4 separate regions of the Sus scrofa genome follow, and regions 2, 3 and 4 are each linked to region 1. A link is a contact called in public Hi-C and promoter capture Hi-C data. All regions are on one chromosome and are shown on one strand. Each heading gives the region's core, a stretch centred on a gene start, on an enhancer-like site or on the middle of the called end of the contact. The rest is flanking DNA. Distances are from core to core; before and after follow the strand shown.

Region 1 (3,238 bases), core at 17-2,516:
GTGAACCACGTGTCCTATAGCAAGGGCTCCATGAGTGGTACCTGATTACCAATAACCCTGTGCCTCTGACCTAACTCACCTCATCAGACACAAGCTCCAAACCAGCTCCATCATTTACTGGCCATACGAGCTTGGGCAAGATGTTTCACCTTTCTAATATACAGGTCCTTAGCCCCAAACTGAAAATAAAACCTACAGTGTAAGAGTGGTTCTGAAATAGAAACTAAGTAAGTATCCAGATAGATAAGAGAGCACCTGGCTCTGAAACAGGCTAGGACCTAGGACCCTTTGCTGCAGTGGCTGCACCTGGACAAACATCTCCTGAAGCAAGGAAATACAAAGAAATTATACGGGACTAAAAACAGCTGCAAGCACATGCAGCTGAGGCAAACTGTAAGCAACAAAATACTGATAACTAAAAAAACCAACTCCATTTCTGAAGAGCAAATAGCAGAAGGAGGGTGTTGGAGGCAAAATCAAGGTACTCCATGTGCTTCCTGCCCACACCACCAGAAGGATGGGCAAACCATCTAAGCCGCCCCTCTGGCCTGACTCCTGACCCCACTCCTACCTTCACTCCCTATAAGGAGCCACCTCCCTCAACCCTCAGGGGAGGAGTGAGCAAGGGAAACTGTTGCTTGTCCCCTCCTCTCCCCAACTTGCTGCAACAGGGCCCCCAAATAAAGCCTTGTCTGAATTTCTTGTCTGACCTCTTATCAATTTTTATTGATTAAGGAAGGCCAAAAACCCAGGTTGGTAACAGATTAATAATGTATGTAGTTATTATTTTGAGCAAAAAAATCTTGGCTTTTCAAGCCTTACTTCTTGGGCTTTCTGTAACGGTGAAAGGGCTGGTGGCCCCTATCGCTACTTCAACAAAGACAAATTTTGGAAACTTCCAAAGAAAGGCCACTTGAGCAGTTCCATGATTCCATGGCTCTTCCCCTCAGCAACCTACCAGTTATCACTGTTTATGACCAGGTGACAGGTTTCCTAGTAGAATCCAGTACCTGCAGTAGCTCTTAAACCAGGTTAAATTTAGCCCCTTCGGCAAGCACAGCTCCAAACTAAAACAAGTTCTGGTTGCAGATTTTGCCACTCAAGCTTTCCAGGAGAGCCCCTTGGTTGCCTGGGCAACGCCTACGTCACTGCGTGGCCTCACGTGTCCTTTGGCGTGAAGCTCAAATAGCGCAATGCGCAGGCGCCTCGTGAGAGCCAATGGGAGAGGTCGGAACATCAGGTCCCGTTCGGCCCCTCCCTTTTCAGATCGAGTTCGGGGGGAGGGGCGGCGGCGGCGGGACGCGCTGCTTTTCCCGGTAGAGCGGGAGGGCGGTTGTCTGATTCTCCGCGTCTGGGCGCACGGTAACGTAGGCTACACGCGCAGTCACTCCTCGGGACCATTCGGAGCTCGCCCAGTGTGCCTGCCCCGACTCGGGCACCACGGAGGCGGGCACTGCGTTGGTTCGGGTCGAGGGCCCTAGGTGGAGCTGACCGGGGGCTGAGAAAAGCCTGGCCCCGTCGGGGCCGAGCACTGAACTCTTCCCCGCCGGTGGGGCCCCCCGGTTCCAGCCCGCTGATTTCCATCATTCAGAGTCGCGCTACTCGCTGGAAGCCCTGAACTCCGTGCCCCCCAAGCCCCGGGCTCCCTGCGGGAATGTTCAAAAATGAGTACCAGGTAACCCCAAACGTCTCTCCCTGTCTATAACTTTCTCCTCTTGGGTGAGGTAGCTCATTTTCAGGGTGAAGCAAAGACCGCCCCCCCCCCCCCATAATGCAGTCTTTCTGGGGTTTAGAAGGACTTAATAGATAAATAGTGTTGACTCAGAAAAAAGAAAGCAACCGACATGTGGGTATGTGATTTTTAACTTTTGTTCAGTCTCCAGCACATTACTTCTTAAAGTGTAGGGATTGCCAGTGATTTTGACCAAAATGCAATCTTAAACTCCAGCCAGACCTCCTGAATCGGCAACTTGAGGGCAGGACCCATAAACCTTGAGTTTTAACACTATTGAGGCACATTGGTAATTCCAAAGCTATTTAGAAGAGAGCGAATCAGTGAAGGAATGAATGATTAAGCCAAGAAAGAAAATAAGCGCTTTGGCCATGGACTATTGTCACTTTCCCAAAAACTGGGGATCAGTTATTCTCAAATACTGAGTTACATTAGGACCACTGGGAGTGCTTTTAAAACTGCAAATTTCCTGACCCTATCGCCAGATTGCATAAATCAGAATCTCTGTAGATGGAGCTAGTTTGTTTACCTTCATAGCAACTTACTGCACTTCGTTCTGAGGGTCAAGCTCGCACTGAAGGAAACTGCTCTGGGTCTTCCCTCAGTCACCTTGAGTATCCTGGAGGGTCTGCTGCTTCCTCATCTCACTGGGCATCTCCCTCAGTCCTAATCTCCTGCTTTCCTTTCCTACCCTCTGTCTGAGGTTACACGCTTCCTAATGTTTGCCGTCTTAGTTCTCTTGTTAAGATGAACAATTTTGTCCCTGTGCCAGAATAGTCCTTCTCTAGTCATTCCTTCGTAGCTTCTACCTTTGCAACAAATACTGCCTGCCTTCTTGTGACTGTCCTTAGAATATTCTGCAGTTTCTTTCTTCTCATCCATTTGATGTCATTAAATGTGTTAGAATAATTTTAGAGACTGTCTTTCATTTAATGCCAGTAAAATATAGTTATAAAAGAACATATGTCCACTGTGGGAAACTTGGTAGCCAGGAGATGGCAGAAAGGGGAGAGTAGTTTTCTATCTGAGCAGATGTAAGGATTTTTGTCTTAAATAAATAAAAAAGAAAGCTTCCTCAGACTCAGACCTAAAATCATTGTGAGATATTACCTGATCCCAGAAGCAATAGTAATTCTGTTCCACAGTTTACACATAATACTGCCTAAGGAAAAAGAAATTAAATGTCTAACTTTTAAGTGATTATGTGTTAAAACTCAGCTTTTATTATTGAGAAAAATCAGATTTGCTTGTGTGCTGCTTGTAATTCAAACAGGCCACACAAAACCCTATGTTTGATCATATTTCAGATTCTCCATTTCTTGCAATTAACCCTTCTCAGAGACAATCAACTTTAATTCCTCTTTTATAATTAATGCTTATGGACCTTCAGTAATGTATTGGTTTTTACATGAGCATTTCCTTCCATGTTCTCAGATTTACAATAGGGAACATGTAGCATGTCTATAGAAACTAGTCTGTTTTTCTTACACAGATTTTACTGATCTC
Region 2 (3,338 bases), core at 405-2,904, 510 kb after region 1:
AGCCAGCATCTCCAGCTCTGTTTCAACCCTAGCCTGGGAACTTCCATATGCCGTGGGTGTGGCCCTAAAGACCAAAAACAAACTAACAAAAAACAACTAAAAATAGAACTATCACATGATCCAGCAATCCCACTCCTGTGAATATACCCAGAGAAAACCATAATGCAAAAAGATATCTGTACGCCAATGTTCACTGTAGCACTATTTACAATAGCCAAGGCATGGAAGCAAATTAAATGCCCAATGACCGAGGAATGGATAAAGATGTAGTACATATATTCAATGGAATATTACTCCGCCATAAAAAAGAATGAAGTGATGCCATTTGCTGCAACATGGATGGGCCAAGAAACTATCATACTAAGTGAAGTTAGTCACAGAGTGAAAGACAAACATTATATGATATCACCCCTATGTGGAATCTTAAAAAAGAGATACAAATGAACTTATTTGCAGAACAGAAACAGACTCACAGACTTTGAAAAACTTATGGTTACCATAGGGGACAGGTATGGGGGTGGGGGGGAGGATGGACTGGGGCTTTGGGATTGGCATATGCACACTGAGCATATGGAATGATTGGCCAACAGGGACCTGCTGTATAGCACAGAGAGCTCTACTGACAGTCTGTGATAATCTATGTTGGAAAAGAATCTGAGAGAGAATGGATGTGTGTACACTTATGACTGGGTCACTTTGTTGTACAGTAAGAAGTATCGCAGCCTGGTAAATTAAATATATTTAAATAAAACTTGAAACAAATAATATGAGAGGAAACAGCCAAAAAAATAAAAATAAAAAAGTTCTAAGTTCATTAGAAGTGGTTGTGAATATCTCACTAGGTTTTCCAGCCCATTTCTACTATAACTATGTCTCCCTAGCAGCCCCTCAACCCCAGGATGGAAGCTGCAAGGGCAGGGCACTGGTACAGTTTTGTTTTCTGTGGTTTGGGCTTCCTACTGTGCCCCAGTGCCGAGATCACTGCCGACATTCAAAAATGAATACTGGCATTCCCGCTGTGGCACAACAGGATCAGCGGCATCTCTGCAGACCCAAGACATAGGTTCCATCCCCAGCCCAGCACAGTGGATTAAAGGATCTGGTGGTGCTGCAGCTGCCACATAGGTCACAACCACAGCTCAGCTCTGACCCATGGCCTGGGAACGCCACATGCCATAGGGCAGCCAAAAAAGAAAAAATAAATGAAAAATCAAACAAGCAAATAAATAAATATTGATGAGTAACCAAACCAGCACATTCTGTTCTATCCAAACCTCACATGCTCACCCTTAAATATCTCACCAGCTGTACAACACCAAAGAATGGGAAATCCTCCTATTAAACATTAATCCTGGGAATTAAGAAATTCTCTCATGGGGAACCAAGAAAACAGTAAAAAATCACAAAGTTGCAAATGCTTGGGGCTTTACAGTTAACCAAGACTTTTCCTTCATACCCTGTGAGTTAAAGGAAGGGAAGCTTAGAAGAGAAGCAAGTCAGCATCATACCTCCAGGATTTGAACCCAGGTCGCACCTGTGCATTACTTTACGAGAGTGAAAGCATGTGCGTTTGACCAGGACCAGGCTCTGGGAGGTGAGCCAAGGAGGTAGGAAAGAAGGGAAGACAGAGGCTGGGGAGCTGGCACTCACTAAGCTGCCCAGCCAGCCTCGAGCTAAGCTCTCTACCCCACTTCCCCCCTCCCTGCCTCACCCCCACTTAGTCTCCCAGGGAGGCCTCGGTGCCCAGCAGCATCACAGCCACCAGAGGGAAGCAGGAAGACATGCAAGTGGAGGCAGTGAGCTCAACCAGCGGATAGCTGGGAGCTGAGAGCCTGCCAAGCAGCACCTTTAGGATCCAATGGCCCAGCCCCTCTAGGGGAGGAGAAAGGGGCTGGGCCACCCATGAGAGGCCTAACCCGGCAGTTAGTGCGGCTGGGCCAGGCCTGCTACGCAGACTCAGGACTCAGGACGAGGTAAGTGAGGGGCCGGAGAGGGACTGGACACTCCTAAGGTCACTCCTAAAGCCTCTGAGAGCTACTTGCTTTCATTCCACACTTGTTTCCTATGTGCTACTTGTGATCCACGCCCTGTGCTAAGTAAGCGTCAGGGCCATAACATCCTGGCCCTCTTGGAGTTTAAGTAGGGAGAGGCAGCAATAAACAAAAACATAATAAAGGAGCAAATGACCTTGTACGTTACGATCAGCGAAAAAGAAAAAGCAGAGCAGATCGAGGAGGATTGGGAATGCTGAGGGAAGGGGCTTGGGATTTGAAAGAGGATGGTCAGCTAAGCCTCACTGAGAAGGTGACAGTGATCAAGGACTTGCAGAGGAAGTGAGGCAGCCATGAGGACATCCAGGGAAAGAGTGTTCCCCGCAGAGGACAGAGCCTGGCCGAGGCCCTGCGCTGAGGGGGTGACGCCTAAATGTTGGAGCACAGCCAAGAGGCAGCAGCAGTTGGAGCATAGGGTGGAAGAGGCGGGGAGAAGTGGGGCAGGGAAAGAGGAGACAAGTTAGCCGGCCTTGCCAGGATCCAAGGGGCAGAGGAGGGAGCTTCTTGAATGTGCCGTGCCAGGCCCTTTGTCAGTACCCCAAGGCCCTGCCACCCACTTAGGGCTGTCTGTATAGAGGCCTACTATGAATCCCATTTGCCACATGTGGCTGCATGACCTTACAAAGTTTCCTCCCTTCCCAAGGCTCCTGTCCTCTCTAAAAACTAGTTATAATAGCAGTAGTGTATCTGCAGGGTTGTAGTGAAGAAGAATAGGAATCACAGCAGGGGCTGCCCACAGGAAAGAGTTACAGCCTACCTCTTCGTGTTAGGCTCCAGGCCACTCTGATAGCACCCAGCGGGTTCTGCGGGGGGTTGGGGGGAGGGCACTGCCATCAGAAGACTCCTTAGAGTCTTAGAGACAGCAGGGGCAAAGGCAGGAGGAGAGGGAGGGGGCATGGGTGCGGGGAGTGGACAGATACAGGGCAAGGGGCATGTGGGGTGAGGGATAGCGGATAGCAGAAGGCGTGGACTCTCTTTCCCAGTGGCCACCAAGGACCAGACTCCCAGCTGGGAGGTAAACACCGTGACCACAGTTAAAGAGCTCAGCCCAGCAGGTGAGAGGTGGTAGGGGCCTGGGTGGTAGCCAAGTGAATGGAAGAAACAAATCAATATGAGAGCCTCAGGAAGTAGAACAAACAGTACCCGGTGTTTGCCTTGCTGTAGGGGAACAGGGGCTTCTAAGAAGCTGAGGGTTTGCTGTGAAAGATGCAGGGTCCACCAAGGCCCTGGGGGACACCCAGGCTCCAGGGAGGGGAGTGGCGTGGAATCACAGGCAAGGGGCAAACT
Region 3 (2,971 bases), core at 465-2,964, 600 kb after region 1:
TCAAATAAAACTGAAACTCACAGCTCTCACATTGTGCACCTTTACTGCAGTCCACAGATTGAAGGGACTAGGGGACAGTGCTGAGGGAGACTTGGAAGGTCCTCACTGCATACTTGAGAGACAATCTCTCCACTTTACAGATGACAAATCAGAGGCCCAGAGATGAAAGCCCATCTGTATGCAGCTGCACCCAAATTTCTATCTCTGCTGCTACCTAGCTCCAGCCTCTAGCTCCAGGCTCCTATATCCAACCTGGTCTGACCCACTAACCTAAATACAGCGTATTCAGAATGAATTCTTACCTCCCACCTGCTCCCCATCTCCTCCCCTCCCCCATCCATTCAACAGCAACAAACTCCCCAAATCTTCCTCATTTTTTCCCCTTGCCTCAAGGCAACCTTATTGATTCTGGTCCTAAACAGATCTCAAACCTATTCTCTCCTCTTCACCTCAACCCTCCAGAGTCCAGTGCTCCCTCTGCCAAAGACTCTCAGGTCTCCCTGCTTTTGCTTGAATCCCCCTCCTCTCTTTCTCACTCAGCAACCAGACTCCTCCTCACCTGGTCACTTCCCTGCTGCGCTGGCTTCTGAGAGCCCTGAGATTAAACCCAGACTGGCAGCCTGCAGCCCTCAGAAGAGTTTTTGGAATGTCCTGGGCATGAGTAAGGACTGACAGAGTCCCCAGAGGTCCTATCTGACCACCGCCCACCCCTATCCCCACCACTGCATGCAGGGTCAAAAAGAGACCAATGAGAGGAAGCTTCCAAAGGCTTCCCTAATCAGGTATTTGACCCTATAAAACCCTCTAGGGAGTTCCCGTCGTGGCTCAGTGGTTAACGAATCCGACTAGGAACCATGATGTTGCAGGTTCGATCCCTGGCCTTGCTCAGTGGGTTAAGGGTCTGGCGTTGCCGGGAGCTGTAGGTAGGTTGCAGACGCAGCTCGGATCCTGTGTTGCTGTGGCTCTGGTGTCGGCTGGCGGCTACAGCTCTGATTGGACCCCTAGCCTGGGAACCTCCATATGTCCTGGGAGCGGCCCAAGAAATGGCAAAAAAACCCAAAACAAAACAAAACAAAAACCCTCTCTAAATGCAGGTTGTTGTAACGCAGACCCCAACTTCTGCTTCAGGAAGCAGTAATAAAAGACTACCCTTTAGAGTCAGGCAGTCCTAAATTCAAACCCTGACTGATTTAACCAATCCCTGCTTCAGTTTAACCATCTGCGAAATGGAGCTAATGCTATTAATTACCTGAGCGGGTTCTTGTGAGAAATAAGCCATAAAGCACAACACAACGCCTGGCACACGTGAAAGCTTTGGTTCACACTGTAAGAAATCAATAGACGGTGCTGTCCAAGAAGGAGTAGGCTCGCTTGTAAGATTGTAAATTTCCAGTCACCAGTTTGGCTTGGTGCCCAAAGGATTTCAGTGCCTGCGGAAGCCTGGCCTGACACATTCCTCAGCCTCGAGTTAGACCTTTGAGTATGACTTGGGGTCACTGCGCTCCAACAAGCAGGGACGTGCTCTCGGCGTGCACTGTGCGTGCCAGGAACCGCCCACCTTCAGCAAACTTGATCCGAGTGGGCATCAAGCCAAGCTGACGGACCACCCTCGCGCCTCCTCGGCCCCGCCCCTCGACCCTGACGCCATAGGGGGCGGGGCACGCAGGCGCCGTGCCCTGCCATTGGCCGGCACCGGCGGGGAAGAGCGGGCTTGACTCTTCTGCAGCCCCGCGGTGTTGTCATTTCTTGGCGACTAGAGGACACATTCAAAATGGCGGTAGTGGCTGGGCTGGTGCGGAGGCCCCTGGAGCAGGTAGGCAGCGGCTCACTGGCCCCAGGATCCTGCGCGATCCCTGCCATCCTGCGTCCCCTCTAAGCGTCCTTTTTCTCCCCGCAAGGTCTCCGGGCTGCTGCTGAGGAGGCGCTTCCACCGCACGGCGCCGGCGGCGCTGCAGGTAATTGGCCCAGACGCTAACCAGACAGGGAGGGGTCCCTCGTCCTGGGGCAGAGGCTGGGGTGGCATGTCAGCCGCGCAAGGCTCATTGAAATCAGATGGCCGATCTAATTAGACTCCATACTTCTTCTCTCACCCCCTTTAAAATGTACTTTTGTAGTAAAATACAAAATTTCCCATTTAAACTGTATGTTCAGCGGCACTAAGTAATTCACCATATTGTCCGTTCACTACCAGAATTTTATCATCCCAAACAAACTGTACCCATTAAACAATAACTCCTTATTTCCTCTTAGCCCCTGGTAACCTCTTTTGTACCTTCTGTGTATATGAGTATCTATTCTCACTACCTCCTGTAAGTGGTAAATAAAGATTTGTCCTTTATCTGGTTTATTTGTCCTTTTTCTGGTTTATTTCACCATGTTTTTAAGGTTCATCCATGTTGTAGAATGTCAGAATTTCCATCCTTTTTAAGGTTAATATTCCGTTGTGGGCATATACATTTTGTTTATCCATTCATCTTTAATGGACCTTTGGGTTGTTTCCACCTGTTGGATTTGTGAACAGTGCTGCTGTGAACATTGGTGTGCAAGTATCTGAGCCCCTGGTTTCAGTTCTTTTGAGTATAGCTAGAAGTGGAATTGTTGGATCATATGATAATTCTGTGTTCAACTTTTGAGGAATTTCCTTCTCTATCCTTTTTATGTTACTAGAAAATTCTACCAACCTGTGTGATAAAATAACTCTTAGATGCTGAAGGCAACACGTTTGGCAGTACCAGGCACTTAGTGAGTGCTCAATATGTAGTATAATTTAAGCTTACTTGACGTTCTCTGCCTCTACAATATACTACATGTGGAAATAAAACTACCTAGTATACTTTTTTTCTTTGTTTTTATAGCTGCAGCTGCAGCATATGGAAGTTCCTAGGCTAGGGGTCCAATCAGAGCTGCAGCTGCAGGCCTGTGCCACAGCCACAGCAGCACTGGATTCTAGCTGCATCTGTGACCTACACTG
Region 4 (3,243 bases), core at 147-2,646, 560 kb after region 1:
AATATGATTTATGAAAATTCAAATCACACAAACATTAAAAATGGCTGTCCTGACCACTCAATTCCTAATTATCTGTGGCATTACACAAGATGAAGCATTAGTATGGCCTGACAGTTCCCAACCAAAGAGCAAGTTCTCCCAACATGACAGCCATGAAGGCAAAAAGATTTTTCTTTTCCTAGCTACACATCTGTTCATTTGAAAACATCTCAATCCTGGGCTCAGTCCTGTGCTAAAGGCTGTCCCCTAGAATCTTTCCTATCTTGGGATCATTCATGTACTTGGGCATTTGTGACAGCAAGAAAATCAACATGCCAAGAGAAGAGGAAACAGGAAGGGGCAACTAGGCTTCCCCAAATATTCTTAGCCAAACTAGGTCACTTCGGGTCTCTTGGCCCCTCAAATCTCTTCTATTACAAACCCCTAAAATTGGATTTATCAACTTGTTATAGAACAGCTATATGTGAACAGCAACATAACTTCAGCAGAACATCCAAACAAGATCTCTGTTTCATTTGCGCGTCACCACCCCCCGCCCCGACACAGCCTCCGACAGCCTGGCAGGTGCTTCAGGGGCTCCCCATTAACGCGGCCATTTATCACCTCTGACAAGCAGCATTAAAAATGCCCTGACACATACAAATCTCAGCCTAAAGAACTCAGCTGCGGTCAGAGTGTCTCTTTGGGGCAGAAAATCCCCAAATGTCTTTAAATTAAGACAAATAGGGGCGAATAAGCACCACCCCCAAAACAACCATTTTCGAGCAAACCTCGAGGTGCCCCCGAGCGGGCCAGATTGCACTTTGCCCGCAGGCGGAGCCCCCAGTCCCGACCCGGCCCTGGCGAGGGATAGGAGACGCTCAGGGCCCGGGCAGAGGGCGCGCACCGGAGCCCCGAACCCGGGTCCGCCGAACCCGCAAGTTCCCGCCCGGCGGGCTCCGGAACCTCCGCACAAGGCCGGCCCCTCGGCCGCGGACAGCCCGCCGCGGGCTCGTGCCAGCCCCGGAGCGCGCCGCCCGGGCTCCCAGCGGTCCCCTCAGCAGGGCCCCGCCACCGCCCGGCTTCCCTTCAACCTCCCTCCCCCGGCCGCTTCGCACGGGCTTCTAGTGCCCAGCCCTCCCGAGCCCCGGGCCCCCAAGCCGTGGGCCCGCCCCTACTCACTGCGCGGCGGCGGCGGCGGCGGCGGCGGCGGCGGCGGCAGCTGCCGGGCCGGGAGACGCCGGCGGCCGGAGAGTGAGACCGCGAGGACGAGCGAGCCCGCTCCCGGAGGCGGCGGTGGCGGCGGCGGCGGCAGACGGGACGACTGAGCCCGCGCCCGGAGTTGCGGCTCCAGCCGCCCGGAGCGGACGGCGCCTCCCCAGTAGAAACGCGGCGCCGCGAGCGAGAGCGCCCCCTGACGGCGGCGCGGGCGGGTGGCCGGAGGGCCGAGCGGCCAGTGGAACTCAACCAGGCGTAGCCTGGGCTGCTTGGTTAGGCCTGCTCCGCCGCAGCCCCAAAGCCCCGCCCTGACGCCCCAGAGGCTCCGCCCGAGACTCTCCGCGTCCCGCCCAGAATCCGCCCTAGGTCCCGCCTCCGCCGGCAGTTTGGAATCAGCCCAGCCCAGGGCAGTCTTCCCAGTGTTCTCAGGCCTAGGATACCCACAGCTGTTTCTTCTGTCATTTAACCAACACGTATGGGGCCCTGCCCATGTGCCAGGCCTGTGGGGAGAGCGGCCACCAAGAGGCAGGGACGTCCTAAAGAGAAAAGACCCAAGGAAACAGCCAGTAGATAAAACAATGACAAGCTATGATCATTATGTATTGGGAGGTACATGATCAGAAGAATTAGATGGAGATATAAGCGGAGGGGGCCTCTGCTTCAGGTGCGGTGGCTAAGGAAGACCCGGACTGTGACCAGAGCACCTCTGGGCCTTGCGTTCTGTGGGATTGGTAGTAAAGTCACTTATCCAGCCTGGTGGGCACAATAGGGAAAGGCAGCCAAGCCTGAAGGGTCAACGTGGGAGGCCAGGGGGGTAGAAGGGCAGAGGTGACTTCAGCAGAGAAAACGACCAATGCCAGGGCTCCGAGGGCTGAAAGAGCTGTCCTTAGATGACCCTGGCGCTGGAACAGCCCTCATTTCACCATGAAGGAAGCCAAGGCTGCAGAGAGGGGGCCATTACCTAAAGTTTCAGAGCTAAGTGATCTCCAAGCATAGCCTCCAAATTCCATTCGGTTCCTGCTAACCAGATCTCCATCCCTTTCCAGGTGAGACCAGGTATGCAATGTTGGTTTTTTCCATTTCCCCTTCACCAGGATAACTACTTGCCTTGGAAACTCACCTGTACTTTATGTCTGCCTATGCATCAGCTGTCTCTGGGGTTTAATTTTATCTGCATCATCATCACAGTCATATCTTATATTTAGGTTTTCTCTGAAAACTCAAATCAATAGACTAAATAAATGACATATGCTTCATCAACATAATTGAGTGCTACATTATCATACTGAAAAAGACTACGTGAGGATACAGGTAAATGTGTGTGAAATAAGCAGTATACAACATGGTATACATGGCATAATCCTAATTTTATTTTTTAAAATGTAAATATATGTAGAGAAAAATTTTGAAAGCTACACCGAATCATTAACCATAGTTCTAGGCAGTAGGATGGGAATATTAGTCATTTATTACTTCTAAATGTTCTTCTGAATTTTTTGTGTTTTCTAGAATGCATGGATATGGAATTTATAATCAGAAAAATAAATGAGTTTTATCTTTTACAAAGGAAAGATAATGCTGAAATTACCCAACACTCAGATCTCCAGGATTTGGTGCCAATGAAAATCCAAAACTGCCCCTGGCTTACTGGTGTCTTTGGAAGAATCATTTCCCTTCTTGGGGCTTCTATTTCCTCAACTAAAAACTGAGAGGAATTAACTTTATCAGTGGTTTTCTCAGAAGGATTCCTGGAGTTCCCTTCATGGCTCAGTGGTTAACGAATCCAACTAGGATCCATGAGGTTATGGGTTGGATCCCTGGCCTTGCTCAGCGGGTTAAGGATCTGGCGTTGCCATGAGCTGTGGTGTAGGTCGCAGACATGGCTCAGATCCTGCGTTGCTGTGGCTGTGGTGTAGGCTCGCAGCTACAGCTCTGATTCAACCCCTAGCCTGGGAACCTCCATATGCTGCAGGTGCGGCCCTAGAAAAGACAAAAAAAAAAAAAAAAGGAAGGATTCCTACATATTTCAAAGTTTTTACTGCCACT

What was found. Promoter capture Hi-C pulls out the DNA fragments that hold promoters and counts their contacts. Hi-C and Micro-C count contacts between places; a contact is called where the count stands out from the background.
Region 2: a promoter capture Hi-C map of liver shows a contact between it and region 1, with 2.9 times the contacts expected there. The contact joins the promoter of ACOX2 here to the promoter of C13H3orf67 in region 1. A contact is called at or near these places in 1 of 5 promoter capture datasets (liver) and 2 of 47 Hi-C or Micro-C datasets (epiblast stem cells and mesenteric adipose tissue).
Region 3: a contact with region 1 is called in a Hi-C map of liver, with 4 times the contacts expected there. The contact joins the promoter of PDHB here to the promoter of C13H3orf67 in region 1. A contact is called at or near these places in 1 of 5 promoter capture datasets (liver) and 3 of 47 Hi-C or Micro-C datasets (embryonic fibroblasts, heart right ventricle and liver).
Region 4: a contact with region 1 is called in a Hi-C map of heart right ventricle, with 4 times the contacts expected there. The contact joins the promoter of KCTD6 here to the promoter of C13H3orf67 in region 1. A contact is called at or near these places in 1 of 5 promoter capture datasets (skeletal muscle) and 2 of 47 Hi-C or Micro-C datasets (embryonic fibroblasts and heart right ventricle).

What each region holds. Positions count from the first base shown.
Region 1 is chr13:40,766,650-40,769,887 of Sscrofa11.1, reverse strand. It overlaps C13H3orf67, which reads left to right and starts at 1,266. Exons shown (of 15, transcript XM_021069115.1): 1 at 1,266-1,675. The coding sequence starts at 1,655. It overlaps LOC102158698 (a long non-coding RNA gene), which reads right to left and starts at 1,146. Exons shown (of 3, transcript XR_002337602.1): 1 at 959-1,146.
Region 2 is chr13:40,254,040-40,257,377 of Sscrofa11.1, reverse strand. ACOX2 (peroxisomal acyl-coenzyme A oxidase 2) reads left to right here and starts at 1,654. Exons shown (of 15, transcript XM_021069070.1): 1 at 1,654-1,973.
Region 3 is chr13:40,166,245-40,169,215 of Sscrofa11.1, reverse strand. PDHB (pyruvate dehydrogenase (lipoamide) beta) reads left to right here and starts at 1,714. Exons shown (of 10, transcript NM_001244398.1): 1 at 1,714-1,813; 2 at 1,899-1,955. The coding sequence starts at 1,772. LOC110256254 (a long non-coding RNA gene) reads right to left here and starts at 1,571. Exons shown (of 3, transcript XR_002337600.1): 1 at 1,250-1,571.
Region 4 is chr13:40,208,650-40,211,892 of Sscrofa11.1, reverse strand. It overlaps KCTD6 (BTB/POZ domain-containing protein KCTD6), which reads right to left and starts at 1,396. Exons shown (of 3, transcript XM_005669685.3): 1 at 1,162-1,396.